2 separate regions of the Ovis aries genome follow, and region 1 is linked to region 2. Evidence: chromatin contacts called from public Hi-C data. All regions are on one chromosome and are shown on one strand. The core of a region is the stretch at or near the end of the contact, and the rest is flanking DNA. Distances in the headings are between cores, read along the strand shown.

Region 1 (4,150 bases), core at 1,062-3,561, 73 kb before region 2:
TGCTGCCACCCCAGCTGCTGCGGTGACCCTGCCCCATGAGGCCTGCTTTGACGCTGGGAAGTCAGTAGTCCGCCATGCTGCCTGGCACTCTACAGCTGGGTTCTTGCCCAGGGCCATGCTCATCAGTCGTGGGCCTCCTGAGATTGCTGGTGGAGTCAGAAACCCATCCTGAAGACCTTCTGGAGTGCCGGGTACCCTCCACCCCACATCTCAGTGGGCAGTCTTCCCCACCTCCTCTTGGGGAGTCCAGCATGAGCTCAACCTGGACCAAGACCAGAGAGCTTTAGTTCCATCTATTCCCCCAGAAATCCAGACCTAGCTAGAGACAGGGCAACTGTTTCTAATGAGCCTGGTTGGTCTTCAGTAGAATCCAAGGACTTAAATGTCCTGAGAAGGAGGAGAGGAATGAGGCTGAGGGCAGAGAGGGGAGGAGGGCAGGAATGCTCCCCACCAGAGATGGAGCTGCCCCAGGGTGAGGTATACAGCAGGGAAGCTCAGTCTCACAGTTGAAGCTCAAAAAAGGTGTGTATGTATCTGTGCATGTATGTGTGTGTGCGCGCGTGCATGAGAGAGAGAGAAGGCAGGTCCTTTACATGAACATGGCTGCGTGTGATGCTCACTAACTATTGCTATTAAAAAAATTTCTATAAATGTCTTTGCAAAGCCCTGACTTACCATTTGCCTCTTTCTAAGAAAAACCTAGTAGGTTAGCGATACAGCTGCTGCACTGGAGCAGGATGCAAGTCCAGGGCAGGGGGCAGGACCAGTTGCAGCCAGAGGGGTCCTAGCAAAAGACTGGTCTTCAGGGAGGCAAAATCAGGGGGGTCCTGAAGGCTCTAGACCCCCTGGAGGCCCAAGGACTCAGGGTGGTCTTTTTCTGGCTGATGATCCACAAGAAAGACCACCTGATTCTGGCCTTGCGGCTGTAGCTTTGGGGAGCATTCCTATTTGCAAATTGGAGTCCAGTGGGGGAGACGGATGCATCTGGGCACGCCCCCCACCCAGGGGTCTCAGGGCCACAGCTTCCTCCCATGCAGACCTGGCACCCCAGGGACTGCAGTCCCCACTGTGGGAGTGACGCTGAAGGCAGAACCGTGCAGAAACCCTGGGGTGGCCTCCGATCTCTACATTCAGCCGGCCTCCCTGGAAGAGGTGACCGTGATGTGCGAGGCGTGCACGTGGAGTCCGTATCCTGAGCCTGAAATCACGTGGCCTGCGGTTGGCACCCACAGCGTGTCACCGGCTCTCCTCTGAAGCACCTGCTTTCCTGGCGGAGGGGAGGGAGAAAGGACGTTGGAACAACAGGCGAGGTCACAGGTGCCCGCCAGGTGCAGGTGGGCAAGGAGGCAGCAGGGGTCCCCTCAGGTCGACTCCCCACCTTCATGTCACAGAGCCCTCAAGGCGACAGCCCCTCCCTCGCCGTGTCCTTCTGGGGCATTGGAGCGTGTCCAGACCCTGACCTCTAACCTCTCTCCAGGACAGCATCCTGTTCCCCCTCCCCACAACCAGGAAGAGTCTTTTCAGGCAATTTATCAACACTCTTGGCCACACAGTTTAAAAACCATGCTTAGAAGTACTGGGGCAGCTCCCAGCCTCAGCCCTGTCTCTGTGTGAACAGGAGGGGGCTATGGGGCCAGGACTCCCTGTCAGAACCAATGGAAGCAAAAGCCGTTGATACAATAAAGCTGCTCTTCACCTGGGAAAAGAGAACATAAGCCCTGCCTTCGGAGGTCAGAGCTGTTCTTGCCCTTTTCTATTTCGGTGGTTCTAACCCTCTGCCACCCACCACCACCGCCACCACAGCCCAGAGGACAGCAGGTGGCAGCCTAGCTCACGCTAAAGAGCTGTCACCTTGGTTTCAGACCAAGTAAAGTCGTTCAGTCATGTCTGACTTTTCGACCCCATGGACTGTAGCCCACCAGGCTCCTCAGTCCATGGAACCGTAGCCCGCCAGGCTCCTCAGTCCCTGGAATTTGCCAGACAAGAATACTGGAGTGGGTTGCCATTTCCTTCTCCAGGGGATCTGCCCAACCCCGGGATTGAACCCAGGTCTCCCACATTGCAGGCAGACGCTTTACCGTCTGAGCCACCAGGGAAACTCAGACCAACCAAGTTAAAACCAAAGTCACTGAATAGATGACAAGATTCTGGGGGAGAGAGTCCTGAATTCCCTTTTCCTAAAAAAAAAACAACCTGTGGATGCCCGAGGGTGCCAGGGCTGCCAGCTCTGAACTCAGGTCAGGGGTGTGCCAGCTCCTAAGTCACCTCTGAGCGTGTGCTGAGACACGCTGAGACACGTGCTGCTGAGACAAAAGGCCTGAGCACCGCTCCATGACGCCAAGTGGGAGTTCGTTCCGGAGGGCAAGGGAGCGGACGTCTCCAAGTCAAAGACACAAACTCGGGGAAGAATGAGGGCAAGAGCTTGGCGCAGATGCCAGCCCAACCCTGCAGCTCGAGTGAGGGATGCTGACTCGGGGTGGGGCGGGGACAAGCTCACAGGTGAGGAAGCAGCTGTCTCAGCAGACCCAGGTGCTGTCCCCAGAGCACTGTCCCCAGGCCAGGGTGGCAGGGGTGGCAGTGACAGGCTAGACTTCCTGCCCAGCTAGACTGCTGCCATCACCACCAAAGGCAGAGTCACACTAGACCAGTTTGCCATATATCACGGGGCCGGGAGCGGGAAAACCCGCCCAGCACGACACAGGGCGTGGGGTCAGCGCTTGAGCCCTGACCGAGCAGGATGCTCGGAGACCAGGGGTTACTCACGGGAGCAACAGCGCCCACAGCCATCTCCAGGCCAGAGAGCCCTAGCCACTGTCAGGCCAGGACTCAAATGCGTTCTCATCCACTTCCTTTCCCGCACCACAGGTATCACCGTGAAAAGGGAGCCTGCAGACAGCACAGCAAAGGACCCAGGAAAGCCAGGGGGTGTCTGTAGGCCTCAAGCAGGATGGGAGGGGCAGGACGGGAGGGGCTTCCTTGGCAGTTAAGACCTGGCCTTCCAATGCAGATTCAATCCCTGGCTGGGGACTAAGATCCCACATGCCTCGCATGCAAAAAAATCAAAACATAGAAGAGAAGCAATGCTGTAACAAACTCAGTAATTAAACTTTTAAAATGGCCCACATAAAAAAATTAAAAAAGGACACAACCCAGTGTCCAGCCTCCAGGTTCCCTATGCAAAAAACCTATTCCTACACCTAAAATGAGAACTCATCCAAATACTGGAAATTCCCCTGAAGAAAACTAAATATACCCAAGGCAGAAAGGGTATATCCTCTCTTCTCTTAAATTACATAGAAGGGTCAACAAGCCCCCAAAACCTTTCAGTCAAAACACACGAGGCTTTTATTTTTGGCCGTGCCGCGCAGCAAGGGGATCTCAGTTCCCGGACCAGGGATCGCACCTGCATCCCCTGCAGTGGAAGCCCAGAGTCCTAACCACTGGACTGCCAGGGAAGTCCCTACATGAGACCATTTGATCTGAATGTTCCTCTTAGTGTAGACTGTGTCACAAGAGTCAGACTCACCTCTCCTAATCTCACCTACGAAACACAAGTCAACAACAGATCTGTTCACTGGGTGCTACTGTTACAATTACGTCAAGTGTCAAGTGCTGTAACACACCCCCTTCGCATGATGCGTTCTTTACATATTATTTTCGTACCTCTAACGATAAATTAGCAACTGCCCCTTGGAGCTGGCTCTCCCCTCCAGTCTTGTGCCTGGGACCCCAGTTATGATGAAAGTGTAAGGAAGGCCGGAAAGGCTTGAGTTGGGCATGAGCATTGGTTTTTATACCACACCCTCTATTAACTTTCATCCTCATCCTGCCTGCCATCATTAACATGTTAGGAAAATTAAACGGAAATGTGAAATATACAAATTACAAGATTTATCTAATTAACACTGCCAGAGAACATTTTCAACTTTCGCACTCTCAACACTACTCTGCGAAAATGGCAGTATACAATATGACTTTCAAATATTTGGTAGCCCAACGATAACCCCTAAGTGTCCTGAGATATTCTATTCAGTATAGAAAATACCTGTGTGGCCAAAGAATCCTATTAATATTTCACAAGAGCTTAATTTGTTGGTCAGTCCACAGAGAGCCTTTTCAGAATGGTCTCCAGAACTCAGAGTGGGATGTT
Region 2 (3,732 bases), core at 803-3,302:
CTTCCAGAGGTCCAGGGTTGGGCTTGCTTCCTTGCTGCTTCTGTGCAAGGTTTCTTTGCCCTTTTGAAGTTCCCTAAGGTCCAGAAACAGCAGGAAATAGACTTAAAAAGTGGTTTCCAGACTTTCCTGTGGTTGATTCCACCTTCAAATGCAGAGGAGTCAGGTTTGATCCCTGGAGGAGGAACTAGGGTCCCACTTGCCACACAGTGCAGCCAAAAAAGTTTTTTTAATATATTTTTTTAATGACTTCTTTTGGAAGAGCACAGTGGTCCCCTTCTCAAGAAAAATCAAAGTCAACCTAGAGAAGAATGGTGAATTTCTGGGTATTCGAAAAGCCAAACAAATCCAGATTAGATTCCTTGCATTTTCGATTGGCTCTGATCAAGTGCGTGCATGCATCCTCAGTCATGTCTGACTCTTTTCGAATCCCGGATATAGCCCACCAGGCTCCTCTGTCCATGGGATTCTCCAGGCAAGCGTACTGGAGTGGGTTGCCATTTCCTTCTCCTGGGGTCTTCCCGACCCAGGGATCGAACCCTCATCTCCTGCATTGGCAGGCAGGTTCTTTACCACTGAGCCACCTGTGAAGCCGCAACTTTGACTGAGAGATGATTCCAAAGATCTTACATGTCATAGTTGTGTGCTTTTTAAAAACCATGTTACGTTTGATCTTGCCTTGATACAAGTACCAATATCTCCTTTAAAAAGACCTTATGGGACTTCCCTGGGAGTTCAGTGGTTAAAACTCTGCACTTCAACCACAGCAAGCGTGGCTTTGATCCCTGATCTGGGAATTAAGATCCTACATGCTGCACTGTGAAGCCCAAATGTATAAAGAAAAAAATAAACTAGGCCACAGTGAACTTTCTACATATGTATTTTAAAAAATCATAAAATTTTAAAAAATAAGACAATGTTTTACAGAAAGCTTTCACAGACTTTATCTTATCTGAAGGAAATATATTATGGTGGCTCAGATGGTAAAGAATCTGCCTGCGATGTGGGAGTCCCAGGTTCGAACCCTGGGTTGGGAAGATCCCCTGGAGAAGGGAATGGCTACCCACTCCACTATTCTTGCCTAGAGAATCCCATGGACAGAGAAGCCTGAGACACAGTCCATGGGGTCAAAAAGAGTCAGACATGACTGAGCAACTAACACATATTATGATCCCTGTTTTATTGCTAAGGGAACTGCCTGAGATGACTTAGCCCATCCTCTGCACCAAACCTGAGCCGGTCCTGGTGTGTGTGGTTACCTCCCCTGAGGGAGGCAGGCCTCACAGTCCTGTAGCTGAAACGAGTCTCCAGGGAGTATCTGGTTTTCAACCTGTCTCCAGACACTACTAAAGTTCCCCAAACATCTCAATGCCCCTTATTTCCTTAAACTTCTCTGGGGAGTGAAATCTATAATTCTCAGTTACCTATCCTGGTGAGAAATAGCTTCTTTCTGCTTAGAAAGACAGCCTTTATTTCCACTTTGGTTCTTTTTGTTACCAAAAAAAAAAAAAAAAAGTCTATTTGGCCAAGAGAGTGTTTTGTTTTTTTTCATTTTTGTTTTTTAACCACTTTGTGGGGAATACACAATAAGGGGCTCAGAAAACAAGCCAGGGATCACTGGGTCAGTCCACAGCACACCTAAATACCAGCTAAGAGTGGGAGTGGGCACACTGCTCAAAGTTCTTGCCTGTCTCTGTGGCAGCCGAGCTTCACAGAGCCCGCCTTGGAGCGGGAAGCACTGGATAACAAACCAAAGCCTGGAATCCAGGGCTGCATCCAGGGCTCTCGCACAAGCCAAGAGCAGAGCCAGGCCGGAATTCTGGTGTCTGACTCTGGGGTTAAGAAGCAAGTCCCTATCTTACAGGGTCACACTGACCTGTAGCTTAACAGAATTTTTATCTGGAAAAGCCCTCAATTTGTGGCCAGACTCAGGACTGGTAGAAGCAGAAGCAGAGATGACCGCAGGGGCTTTCTTTAGAGAGAACGTGACATCCACGTGCTGGCTGGCGGCCTCTGCTGGCTGGTCCCTGGCCAGGGTGGGCGGAGGGCATGCAGTGGCCAGCTCTGCCCTGCCCAGACCTGTGTGGGTACTGGCATCAACAGAGGCTCCTCTCGGGCTGCTGTCCCCTGGACTGGGACCAGCTGAGCGCCCCTTCAGTGCACATTGTGTCCTCTGGGTTTCTCCAAAGCTAGACGGGCCCATGATGAAGCCAAGCTCAAGGCTCAGGTCTGCCTCCAAGAAATGCCCTCCTCATCTGGTCATCCAAAGGGGTCCAACTGACCATAGCAGAGGTTAGAAACAGGTCTAGGAAGTTATTATCCGTTCACACATCTTACGAAGGAGGAGGCTTTGGGGACAGACTGTACTGATTTTAGTTTCTTGTGTGTGTGTGTGTGTGAGCTCAGTCGAGCCTGACTTTCGCAACCCCATCCACTGTAGTCTGCCAGGCTCCTCTGTCCATGGGATTTCCCAGGCAAGAATACTGGAATGGGTTGCCATTTCCTTCTCCAGGGGATCTTCCTGGTCTAGAGATCGAACCTGTGTCTCTTACTTCTCCTGCATTGGCAGGCGGGTTCTTCACCACTAGCGCCACCTGGGGAGATGCTATCAGGAAGGCCCAATGTCCGCTCGTGCAGAGTCAGTTTTGAGTGCCTAGACACTGACTTCTAGCAGGCTGATGCCCTTCACATTTTAAACCCAGCTCTTCTGCAAACAGCTGTCTCCCCTGTGTGCAAGGCAGATTCTCTGAGCCCACAGCCCTGCACCGCTGGTCCTACCTTAGGTTGAGGACAGCCTTGTGCCTCCATCAGAAGAAATTTCCCTGCTCACCCTCCTCATCCTAAATTCATGGTGGTCTGAGGGGCAGATCAGTGCGCACATCTGAGGCTCAGAAGGAAACAGGCCCCTCTTACTTCACATCCTGGGATCACTCAGAAACCCACCAAGGAGCCAGAAGGGCCCCTGGAGTCAGTCAGCATCAGCTAGCAGCTGTGTGAGTCAGAGGATGTTCCTGATGTTCCTCCGCTTCTCTGAGTCTTTCCTCCCATCCGGAACTTGTGGATAATGACACCAACCTTGCGGAGGTACCGAGGGAATTATAGATGATGTACGCAGAGCAGCTGGTACAGTCAGTCCTCTGTGGAAACTACAGTGACTCCCCACCTCTGGGATGATGACCATCAAGCAAGAAGAGCATCTGGCTGCCGGCTCAGAAGCTGACCCAAGCCACTTCCGAGCCCGAGCTCCACTGTCATCACCCGTGTCTCGGGGGCCCATCCCAGCTGGACCGGGCACTCCCCTCATCGTCCTTCCACACTCAATTTTTAACAGATTAGTAAAATATGGGAGTTCCCTGGCGGTCCAGTGGCTGGGACTCCGAGCTCTCACTGCGAGGGACCGGGCTCGATCCCTGGCTGGGGAATTTTGTGCTGTGTGTTGTTACTAGGTCACATTCAACTCTTTGTGACCTTGTGGACTGTACCCCGCCAGGCTCCTCTGTCCATGGGATTCTCCAGGCAAGAATCTGGAGTGGGTTGCCACGTCCTCCTCCGGGGGACCTTCCCAGCCCAGGAACAGACGGCTGTTTGCAAAAGAGCTGGGTTTAATGTGTGAAGGGCATCCACCTACTAGAGGTCTCGCAGTGTGGAAAAAAAGAATTAGTAAAATCACACTGAACTGATTCTTCCCAAATGTGTTCAAATGAAACATCGAAAACTCAGCTGTTCTGCTTCCCA

What was found. A called contact is a pair of places that touch in the nucleus more often than the background predicts.
Region 1: a contact with region 2 is called in a Hi-C map of muscle, with 11 times the contacts expected there. The contact joins two enhancer-like sites. A contact is called at or near these places in 9 of 16 Hi-C or Micro-C datasets (blood, hypothalamus, liver and 5 more).

Annotation. Positions count from the first base shown.
Region 1 is chr3:214,063,687-214,067,836 of ARS-UI_Ramb_v3.0, reverse strand. It overlaps CACNA2D4 (calcium voltage-gated channel auxiliary subunit alpha2delta 4), which reads left to right. Exons shown (of 38, transcript XM_027965995.3): 38 at 1-666. The coding sequence ends at 26. Among named protein-coding and RNA genes, the nearest start is that of LRTM2, 16 kb to the left of the region's middle. Within about 2 kb of position 2,311, at least 3 of the 54 cell types and tissues checked have an H3K27ac peak or open chromatin away from gene starts, as enhancers often do. A contact at or near this core is called in muscle, where this site is marked.
Region 2 is chr3:213,991,216-213,994,947 of ARS-UI_Ramb_v3.0, reverse strand. No RefSeq gene overlaps it. Among named protein-coding and RNA genes, the nearest start is that of ADIPOR2, 30 kb to the left of the region's middle. Within about 2 kb of position 2,052, at least 14 of the 54 cell types and tissues checked have an H3K27ac peak or open chromatin away from gene starts, as enhancers often do. A contact at or near this core is called in muscle, where this site is marked.